Linked DNA regions of Mus musculus: region 2 is linked to region 1. The links are chromatin contacts, called in public Micro-C maps. All regions are on one chromosome and are shown on one strand. The core of a region is the stretch at or near the end of the contact, and the rest is flanking DNA. Distances in the headings are between cores, read along the strand shown. Region 1 holds the start of Bnc2 (basonuclin 2). Region 2 has its middle 26 kb from the start of Gm12415.

Region 1 (5,973 bases), core at 2,319-4,818:
TTAAGGTGGCTACAACCAGCAAGCAGCAAGCAGAGTAAGGAAGATGAGTGTGCTGAGTGGCCTCAGGGGAGGGGGCCCTGAGCCGGGGAGCAGCTTCTCAAAGGTGTAAAGGGAAAGAAAACAGATTCTGGCCCCAGAAAGGAACATATGTAAGTACCTCGATATTTAGATTTAGAAACACTTGTGTTTAATACATCTTCTATCAGGCATCCAGAATTATGATAAATTTGTGGTCTAATTTACTGATTTCTTTTTTTTGTAATTCGTTAGCACAGCAAATGAAACAAACAAATGCACATATTTAAAAGAAAGTCTGCTTATAAATCAGCCCAAAAATGTAGTGACAGGAATGGCCTTGATTTACACTTCCGTGGCACGTGTCCTGTAACAACTGATGGACCAGGAAGCGGGGGAGTCTCCTCTGCACCTCAACCAGCCTGTTGTGATGTGACGCGTCACCCTGCCTATAGAAATGCACAGGGGAGAATAGGAAATGTATACAATTTCATATTACACAAATAAAAAATAGTTTTGTCGCCGGGCATAGTGGCGCACGCCTTTGATCCCAGCACTCGGGAGGCAGAGGCAGGCAGATTTCTGAGTTCAAGGCCAGCCTGGTCTACAAAGTGAGTTCCAGGACAGCCAGGGCTACACAGAGAAACCCTGTCTTAAAATAACAAAAAACAAACAAACAAACAAACAAAAAATAGTTTTGTCCTCATGGCCCTTCTAGGAGGGCCTTGGGGACTGTTGGATGTCCCCAGTACGCACCCAGCGGATACCTGGGTACAATAGTGTCTCCTGTCTCCTTTCAAAGAATGGACTGTTTTGCCGTATTCCTATAGCACTTTGACACAATGGTGATAATGCTTCTGACATTCCTAGACCCATCCTTTGCCCTGACTAAGCTTATTCTTTAGCTGAAAAGTAGTAAGCATATAAGCAAAAACAAAACACAGCTTACACGAAGACAAGCACACAAAAGACAAAAGGAGAGGTAGAACGGATGGGGCAAGGAGGATTTTGCAGAGTAAACGAAGAGCTATCTTCTTTGACTCTTCAGGAGTAAAGTTGGAGATAAGGTGAAAGTGGGAAGAAAGGGACTCTGGACAGGGTAAGAGTTTAAGCAAAGAGAAGAGCCACCAAGGTCTAAGCCTAGAAAGCAGATGAGCAAATTAGAGCCAAAGAGAGTGGAGTCCAACAGAAGATTGAACAGCTGGATGGGGCACTGAGTCAGGTAGCTGCAAAGCATTAGGATATTGCAGGACACAGAGGACCCAAGGCTCTGGCCCTCCTCCTTCCTAATGCTTCAGCCCTCTAACACAGTGCCTGGTGGTGTGGTGACCCCCAACTACAAATTTATTTTTGTTGCTACTTCATACTTGTAATTTTGCTACCATTATGAATTGTAATGTAAATATCTGTGTTTTCTGGTAGTCCATAGGGTTCAAGACCCACAGGTTGAGGACCACTGACCTAAGTAAGATCTTGAGCCAGTTGTCAAAGTCACTGGAGACAAGACTATGGCTTCTGCCAATTCTGCCACCTTCTTAAAGGCTGCTCTTCAGTCCAGCCCAGACTCCATCTTTGTAATGACTGTTTAGAAAGGCAGGGGGACTTCGCTAGATACATCTGACCTCAGGTAGAGTGACTGCATGCTAACATCAAGAACAGTCAGTTCTGGAACCAATCAGAGGAATGTAAATTACAGGTTGCTTGATGTAGAAAAAAAAAGTAGCGTGGCACATGTAGGTGTGCAGCCAGAAACACACTGTGTGGATACAACTGTTTGGCAACTTGCTGGACTGTCACTTAAAAGCAGTTAAGTGTATGAATGGGTTTGTGTGGGTAATGACTCTGAAATTAGCTGCTAGCTTTTCCCAATCTTTTCGTGATGCAGGGAAACACACTGAAACTTGGCTTCTTTCTGGAAGCTGCTTGTGAGGCTCCTAGGACCTCAGAATGAACATTTGGTCACCATTATCTCTCGGGTAATCAGTTGCTACAGAATGACGTCATAGTTCTGCTTAGAGAACAAGAGAATATGCTCCACACCTTAATCAAATCATTTGACGATGAGCCTACTTTGATAACATGCATTTAAACATATTGGATAACGGTTAGATACCTAACCCGTAATTTGTCCCACAGCAACTGTCACTCATTAGAAAATTTAAGAGATAAACATGTGCCTAAAGTCTATAGTGTTTCCTGCATAGAATCGACAGATTCTGAAGTGACTACCAATCTGCTTTGCATGGGCCTAGGAGGAGTCAGGAATTTGAACCCAACTAGTACAAGGAACTGCAGGTGCTGGTGGCCCTAATGTTTAAAAAAAAAAGAAAAAAAAAAAAAGGCTGGATCCACGTGGATAAGCTAACTCACATTCTCAGGCCAGCTGTTGCTACTTGGGATCTAGTCAGCCATGGATCCTGAAAAAAAAATTAAGCTTAACCATTGTGAATATACATTAAACTTATGACGGTGTGTGTATGTGTGTGAGTGTGTCCTAAATTCCAAGTCTACATATTTTCGGAGGAATTTAATTCTGACCTCTGAATGAAATTATGAGGCTTCTCCCTCTGCTTGGGGAAAGAGAGAATGGAAGGAGGGACGAGTTACTCTTTTCAGGAAGAAACAGTAATCAAACCTGTTTTCAGCCAACCAAATCTTCCGCAGGATTCTCTGATTTCTTAGAGCTCAAGAGTGTGCTAGAAACCTGTGCTTTCCTCCCGAGACAGATAAGCAAAAAGTTTGCTCTAGCGATGATAAATCTGCACGAGGCGGAGACGGTTTTGGCACACGGTGTACATTAGAAAGATGAGGATGATTAAGTCTCCCCCCTCCCCCCCGAATCTTGCAGCCCGACTGTGTTTTGCTTCCATTTAAGAAGTGTCCTTCAACCGCTGGCGGCTGCGTGCCGAGCCTGCCGCCGGCAACCCGTGTCTTAAAGCAGGGCAACTCGGGTCGTCTGAGTGTCACCCCACACGTGTGACTGGTGTCCGTCGCGGGCGCCCGCTAGGGTGGCAGTCTCCTTCCTCTCCCCCGCCAGCTGCAGCTCCAGGCCCAGACCTAGAAGGGGAAGGAAGCCCTGGCCGCAAGCCGCCGTCTGGGCCGGCACCAAAGCCGCCGCTCCCAGAAACTTTTCGCCCCTAGCTGTGCGCAACTTTCTGCCCCGGGTCCCCGGGCGCGTCACGGTCCCCGGGCTTCCCCTGCCTTCACTCCGGCGCCGCCCAAGGCAGACCAGAGCCGGGCCGAGCAGACCGAGAGTGGGAGAAGCCCGGAGCGGAGGCGCTGCGCCGCAGTCGGAATAAAGTTCGCGCCCGGTGCTCGGCGGCGGCTCGCAGCCTTCCCTCTCCCCTCCCGGCTCCTCGCATTTTTCCCCCTTGTTGACAGCTGGGCGCTGGCCGCCACCTCCACTTCCACGCCCGCACCCCCCGGGGGGCGCCAAAGTTGTTTTTCCATCCACGGAAGAGGGGGTGTGTGTCTAGCGAGGTGGGGGTGGGGGAGGGCTAGACATCCTCCCCGAAGCCCCTAGAAAAGCTTGAGGACAACAACAAAACAGGCGGCGAACACCCTAGTCCGGACAGTTGCGCCGGGAGCAGAAACTTGTGCCGGCGCGGCCACCGGTCCCCCCCGCGCCGCCGCGCGCACCCCGCCTCGCCAGCAGCCCCCCTCCCGGACAGTCCGTTCCCTTTTTTTCTTTTCTCCCTCTGCCCGGGGAGGAGCGGGACAACTCGGAGCGCCGGCTCGAGGGAGCGAGCGCGACCCTGGGCGCGGGTGTAAATCAGTCACCTGAGCGCCGAGGGGCCGCGGCGAGGGCGCGCGCGGGCGGGTGGGGAGTGGCGCGGGCGGCGAGCGCGGCCCGGAGCGGCCGGGCGGGGGAGGGAGCAGGCCGAGCGGCGAGCTGAGGCGGCCGAGGGGCTGGTCCAGGCGCGGCCGCTAAGAGGAGACCAAGAGGCGGGGGCTGCACTTGACAACCAGCATGCCGAGATGGTAAGAAGTTTCCACCTCCTCTCCGCTTGCGTCTGCACTTGGTAGGGACAGACCCGGGCGGGACGCCCCGGGGCCGCGGCGGGCCGCGTTCTCCTCTAGCGCCGCGGCGTGAGGAGGCGGGCAGCCGGCGGCGCTCCCGAAATCCACCCCCCACTCCCCCAACTTGGCCCCAAGTTCTCGAGGCGGCTGCGGGAGGGCGAGCGGGCGGGCAGGCGGACGGGAGCGAGGGCTCCCCGCGCCTTAGGTGAGCGGCGGCCAGTCGGGGACTCTGGGGACCGGGGAGCCCTCGGGGAGGGCGCGGGACACGGGGACCCGGGATGCACGGGGCTGCCGGGACCCGCGGCAACTTTCCCAACTTGCCGGCCTGTTGAGAGCCCTGAGCGGCGGCTGGGCATGGGTGCCGGGGCGCGGCCCGCGGCCCGCGTGGGGACCGCAGCGATGCCCGCGCGGCTGCGGAGGACGCGGACGCGGCCAGTCAAATCCCGCTAGACAGACACGTGTGTGCTTTCCCGAAGTGCGGTTCTGAAGCAGCCGGCCCACTGCGCTTACACGCCGACTGGACGGTGGGATTTGAGACCTGAAAGGGGGGCAGAATTTAAAAACATATATATATATATACAGTAGTGGTGGAGCTCAGGACAAAACTAGACGGAATCTCCCGTGGGATGAGGCGAAGATTAAAACAAAACAAAACTTGTAAGTGCCAAGTGGTGGTGGAAAAGGGATGGCACAGCGCAGGGGGACTCCAGCCCAGTCCCTGGAAGGGACGGCTTCTCTGCAGCGAGGAAGCAGGCAATTAGTTCACCCAGTGATGAGCCTCACTGTCTGCTTTCGGGAAGTCATTTGTTAGAAATGGGGCTTGACCACTCTTTTTTTCTTGGAGTTCCCTACCACCCAGTGTCGCTGTTGTTAGCCCCACTTGGGGGCTCTGATACAAAGTGGGCCCTATGTACATGGGATGTATAAGAAACGGGGTGATAGCAGGTTGACATTTTTTTTTCCTCTTCCCTTCCCCCTGATGTGACATCTCTTGTTTCAGAGATCAAAGTCACAACTGGAATGTAGGAGATGGTACTGTCAAATGCAGACATACACACATACAAAATGCACCCAGGACTGCGGTTACAGTAATGCTGACAGAAATTAAAGAGGTTTTGAAAGCAGCGTGCGATTTATGATGCTTCCCATTTACCCTAGAGTCAAGCTGTTGTAAAACTGATGTACAAAAGACATCATAAAATAATCCTGTGTATCCAGGATTAAAGTGGCAGAAAGTGGCCTGTTTTATTAATTTTTATGTACTTCGTGAACATTTGTAGTTGTTGGATCCTGTGTTAATGGAGGGATCAAAACAAAGTATGAAATATATCTCCTTAGAGCTGGAGAGTTTCTTGTAACGGCATTTTACAGAACATTATTAAAGCCAGTTGCACGCCTTTTCTTCCCCTGGCTAGTATTACTATTTGTCTACAGATCTATTCCCATATACTAATCACTGAGCGGTGGCTGAGTCCATTTGTCTCCCGCTGTTTTGTATTCTGCCTGTTTAGGTGGTTTCATGCCCAGACACACATGCTTTAGGTGGACTTTATTTCTGACACTAAGTATTTCTGCTCGGAAGTTTTCCTCTAGTACCAATCCTTGTCTAAGTTTGAGAGAACTTCCTTTTACTCTTTGGAATCATGCACACGAGAATCCTTTGTGAGCCCTTAAAGGCTCTGTACTTTATATGATATTTGTAGCCGTTTCCTTTAAACTTGTTCAGTTTTAATGAAGTTCTGAGTTGTAGGTACTCTTTCTGTTCCCAGAGAGCAGTGGATTTAAAATCCAGATTGCTAATTACTTTACCAAAGCATAGGAATATCTTCACCTGAGGGAAGGACTAGCAAACCTGAATCTGAACTTTGTATAGAAGATCTTTCTGGAGGCATGTCTGAAATGCCCTGACACCCCCCCCCCCATCCACTGAGAATATTC
Region 2 (5,576 bases), core at 315-2,814, 93 kb before region 1:
GAGAGATCTTTCATCACAGCCTGCAACTGATTTTTAACCTGTGGTGACACTCTGCATTCTCAGGGAAGGTGGATAACTCAGCAATCTAATTACATTTTTCTCCTCGAATATATAAACTTTCAAAATAGGAAAGGGATCCGGTGGAATATGAACATCCACAAAAAGCAGAGCTCCACATTTTTTGAATGTTTATGGAAATGAAGCAAGACCAAGAGCTATAGGATAGCATCCTTCGAAGGTGCTGACGCAGCGCTTTACCTTGCCAGCTGTACCCTCGGCCCAGTACCAGCAACAAGAACCCCACAAAGTGTGCCTTTTATTGCAGTGTTTACCATGGAATCCGTGTCAAGACAAAAGTTGCTACTCGCGCTGCTGTTCGGGGCGTGCTTTAATTATTTGTCTTTCTCCGAGACAGGCATTCCTAAGGGCTGGACTCTAATTTGTATTTCTGTTTCCAGTGTCTAGGTTAATGGCCAGCATAGAAGTACTTAGCAAGTATTTATTAAATATTTGAATGAAAGATTAGTATAGAGACAGACATCTCAGATCTTGCCCTCTTGACCAAAATACAATTATCCTGTGTATGAGACTGGGCAAAGAGTTAATTCAGATTTCTCCTTGATGCTGCCAGGGTCTTTAATCCTTCACCATCTCTCCCCTTTATTTTCTGCTTGGTAGGACTGGCTTCCTGTTAGGTAATACATATGTAATAAAAACTCTAATTACCGGTTTGACTCGTCTGCTTATTATGATACTACTCTTTTATTAAAACTAGATTTCACTCCACCACGAACTCAGCTATAAAATAGAGCTCTTTTGCTTTCCACCAATTCTATTGGCGCTCCTTTTTAATTCAAATACTGCTCTGGGATCAACAACGCAATAAGACGTAATTATGTTTTAAGATCCATGAACTGGGTGTGAAAATGCGTGTATTTTCTCTCTGGGTAGTTGCTCCAGGAGATACACTGAGAAGTGTATTTTTATCTTGATGTATGGGGATTTACAAAGGAACAGACCCCTCAGAGTTGGAAGCAGTATTTTGTAGAAATACCGGAACAAATACCACCCATCACCACTCTATTATGTTCACAATGTACTCCATTATCATCAGTATGTGAGCATAAATCCTCATAAGAAACCTCCCAGTATTAAAAACCATAATTATAAGATGTATTTATTCCAAACATATGTACCACCGTTTCAAACTACCCACCAGCTGAATATATTTTGCAGCTTTCAAAATTTGACTAGCGTGAAGATGGCTTTTATAAATGTGATTTATGACAATTTAGGTGCCGAAAACCATCGTAATTACAAGTACTGTAAATGTTTTCTCTCTACTTAAGTAGCCTCACTGAGGAGGACAACGTTCATTTCCTGTGGGCTGGGCCCTTTGGCTCCAGCCTTCTCCACAGCCAACAGGCTGCTGTGTTCCCAGCTCAGCCTCACCAGTGAAAGATTAACAAAACTTTTCAGCGCTCGGTTTGCTTTTCCCTCTGGAGCTATCCGTTTTCCCATCGCCAAAGAGGGCAGCCTCTCCTAACATATGTTGGAAATTGTTGTTCGACTTCACAGAGTACACAAACACAAGGCTTTTCTCCGTTCTCGGTGCCAGAGCAGGCGTTTCAATGGAATATTTCACTCTAATGCAGAGCCTTGTGTGCCAAAAGAGAGGCTTTGCAAATGAAATTCAGGAGGGCTTTTTTTTTCCTTCTTCTTCTTTTTTAACTTTGTGGTATCTGGGGTTTCTAAAATGCACGAGAGACCGGGTTTCCAGTATAAAAAGTTTAAACTTTTAACCTACCTGGGTTTGAACAGGATAATAAATTGTCAAGTAATGATTCTTTGCCAAATGTTAATAATGTTCATGAAAAGTAAAGCTGTAGGGTTGTGAAGAAGGCTGTAATATTCTGTACCTTTCTAGCACCTTCCATCTCATTAGTTTCCTACCCGCTGCCCCCACCCACCTCCCACCCCCCACCCCCTGTGTCTCCACACCAACAGAAAGCCATGCCTCCAGGAAAGACTTCCCTACGGTTACTAAGGGAGTAGGTTCTCCAGTTTCCCAGGTTAGTGCTGTAGCCCCAAGGCCCCCAAGGCCCCCAAGGCCCCCAAGGCCATTTTGTAAATTATACTATCAACATCACTCTCTTTTCCCTCTTTCTCTTCTGTAAGTTTATTACTTAGTAGTTTAAAAACTGGTTTTGGGGGGTTGGGGGACTTCACCACCAAGTCTCTTGCTTACAGTCATTATTTCTAAAGGACGATTTAAAGATCGGTAGTTCAGCTTCTTGAGGCCAACAGACATACCAAAAGCCGAAGTAAACCTTCAAGTTTAAAGGGAAGTTAAATGTTTGGATTTATTAAGGCGGCATATTAATTAGAGAGCTTTTATTAACAAATCAACATAGGAGGGAAGTCTGGATCTTTAAAATAAAAATCCAATTGCTGCTCTATCTTGGTTTGTACCAGCTCCTACACCATTCCATAAGTGAGCACAGAGAGCTTTACATACAGGCGCTGATGGAAACTCACCATACAGCTGCTATTTACAGAGAACAAGACTTGGGTCGGCATGCGTGCTTGCTTGCATGCATGCTTGCTTGCATGCAGGCTTTCCCCGCTAGCTTTAAGGGCTCTGCATGCCAGCTCAGCCAGCTCTGAGAATCAAATCTTGGCCACCAGAGGAGCAACTTGCATTTCTTACAGTCAGATGGTCCTGGCATCCTATTATTCCACAACATTTTACTCCACGAATATTTCTTTGCATTTGTTCTAAGGTCAAAGGCCCGTGCCTCCAGAATCGATAGAAAAGCAGGAATAACAGAAAACAGCAGGCACTGAGAAAAGACAGCAGCGACAGCATATGAGAGGGGAAAAAAAGAAAACGGAATGTAGTCTGAGCCTGACTTAGTCTGCGATTTGCAGTTCTTTGAAGGAGCACTCGTTGCACTAAGTGGTTCACAGAGGATGCTAATCACAAGCACTCTTGGCTTGGCAGTTGCCTTTATGGGAATTCAGATGCCACATGCTTTGAGGGGCTGAACTCAGACATAAAAGCCCATAAAACCTCCTTCTGCCTTTTATTTTTCTGTGATCAAAATATTTTACCAGTACTTACTTATTCTTATTGTGAAAGCACCTCTATTTTAACATGACAACTTGGGCTGATGACAACATGAATACTGAAGGTCACAGGTTATGATCTTAGAGGGGAAGAGAAAGCAGCCTGAGGAAGGTCTTGCTAACAAAGCTTTATGTCACCAATCCATTTTCACAGAGAACAAGTGTGAACCATATTTTTTTCAGTTCAGTAAGCCGTAGTGAACATTGATAGAGGCTTAATTTCTTACAGAGTATGAACCTTAATGGCTATTCCAGTTGATACATCAGGATTAAGTCATCTCTCATTATTTCTTTCTCTATGGTTTCCTTGAATTTCAATTTCTCTACTGATTTATGACAAAGACTTGAACCATTCTAAATTTTCTTAAAAGTATATATATTTTTTTCTCCATGTAAACTTGAGACAGTTATTGTCTTAGGCTAAAAGAACTCTCCATTGTCTGTGAATGACGTCTAAAGGCAAGAAAAATGTAGCCAAACTCGACAGGTTTCATTTAAATGAATGCAGGTGTAAACGTGGGTATGTTCATACACTCAATCAGAAAATCTTTAAAGTCTATTGAGGAATGAGGGCAGCCAGGAAAGTCACACCTGAATGAAAAGTAGTCACAAGCAAGCTGTCATACAAAAGGTGAAATGGCACGTAGTCTGATCACGCCCTACAGTATATATTCAATTTTCGACCTGTTAGCTCTCCCTCTCCTTCACCTCCCACACCTACCCTGAGACATTTGTTCAACTGTCTATGCAGGATGAAAAATGCCCATATGTAGGCTGATATCTGCTAGGGGAAAAGGAATTTAGGAGACACACTGATGACACCATGCAGATTTAGCACCAATACAGAAGCATGGGGTTTGGGGAGAATGACTCAGTGGTAAGTGTGCTGCTTACTGCTGTCTCAGAAGACTGGAACTCGGTTCTCAGCCCCTGATACCTCACAACTGTCTGTAACTCCACTTCCAGGGGCACAGCCTCTTCTAGCCTCTGCAGGCTCCTGCACGCAGGTCCTGTACATAAACTCACACAAGCAAATACAAGCAAACATAAATAAAACAGATTAACAAATTTTTAAGAGGAGGCTGAAGAGACAGTTGAACAGTTAAGAATACTGACTGGTCCTCCAATGAAGTGGGTTCAGTTCCCAGCACCACACGCCGAGCTGTCTATAACCCTAGTTCCAGGGCATCTGATGCCCTCTGCCTTCTGCAGGTACCAGGCATACATGTGGCACACAGATATATACATGTAGGCATAATACTCATACCCTTCAATAACAATATAAAGAAATTAGTATATTTTCTTTTCAACTTATTATTTATTTTAGCTCATTTAATATTAATCAGTATTTTACTATTACTATTAATTGATAATGGGATACTGTTTTAATGAGTCCTGATGACAATTTGCTGGTACAGACTGAGGAAAAGCAGCGCTGTTTAATAAAAGTTCACCTAAATGCTACCATTACATCTTCCTACCCTATGACTAACTAAGCAAAGTATATTTATAAAATGTATGAATCTTACAGACTTTAAGAATCACTTATAAATCACTTCTATAAATAACCCCAAAATAATATTGCAGAAATCACCAGTCATAGATGCATAATTTAGGGAAATTAAATAATATCCTTATATGTGTCTACTTTCAATCTCTAATTGGACAAACAAATAAGGAGAAGTTAATAGTGGTTCCAGCTCAGCAGAACTTTGGTTTCTTTTTTAGTCAGTTTTCCATTGCAATGACAAAATACCTAAACCTAGGTATTAATAAAGAAAGAAGGTAGCAGAATTTGGTGGGCCATTTCTATAATTCTAGCACTAAAGAAGAAGAGGCAGGTGGATTTTCAAGGCAAGCCTGGGCTAATAATTAGACCTTGGATTAAAAGACAATTAAATGAATATCAAGCAAATAAATCAATGGAAGCTTATTTCAATCCTTTAATTTAGTTTCAGAGACTGAAGCCTCAGTTTCAAGTGGCTTATTGGCTTGACCTCTGTTGAAGGTCTTTTCTCTGCTCTGTCACTTCAGAACAAATTGTATGTGTAAGGGGAAGAGATTATGGGACAAAGTTTTGCTCTTTCAAAACAACTTTGAGAAGTCACTCTGGGAAGTCAACTGTAACCCATGCTGCCCTCAGTAACCTAAACACCTTCCATTGGGTTCCATCTCTTAGATGCTTTACCCCATTGCACACTGGGAATCAAGCTTCAGATATATGGCCCTTTGGAGGACAGTCTACATTCACATCAGAACAGTAAACTTGGTTCCTAGTCTACTGCTTGTATTCTCGTCTTTCAGACTCTATGGGAGCTGAGGAAACAGTCTGTAAAGAGCTTGTTGCATAGGCATGAGGACTCAAGTTCAATCCCCAGAAGCCATGTAAAAAATTCTTGTATATGGTGTGTGCTAGAACCTTCGGCACTGGAATGGCCAAAGGCAAG

Evidence for each region. A called contact is a pair of places that touch in the nucleus more often than the background predicts.
Region 2: a contact with region 1 is called in a Micro-C map of palatal mesenchyme, with 2.1 times the contacts expected there. The contact joins the enhancer-like site here to the promoter of Bnc2 in region 1. A contact is called at or near these places in 2 of 484 Hi-C or Micro-C datasets (epidermal suprabasal cells and palatal mesenchyme) and 1 of 115 datasets of contacts at active chromatin or transcription factors (embryonic stem cells).

Annotation. Positions count from the first base shown.
Region 1 is chr4:84,672,998-84,678,970 of GRCm38.p6, reverse strand. It overlaps Bnc2 (basonuclin 2), which reads left to right and starts at 3,568. Exons shown (of 7, transcript NM_001369083.1): 1 at 3,568-3,996. The coding sequence starts at 3,994.
Region 2 is chr4:84,764,284-84,769,859 of GRCm38.p6, reverse strand. No RefSeq gene overlaps it. Among named protein-coding and RNA genes, the nearest start is that of Gm12415, 26 kb to the right of the region's middle. Within about 2 kb of position 1,564, at least 20 of the 459 cell types and tissues checked have an H3K27ac peak or open chromatin away from gene starts, as enhancers often do. A contact at or near this core is called in palatal mesenchyme, where this site is marked.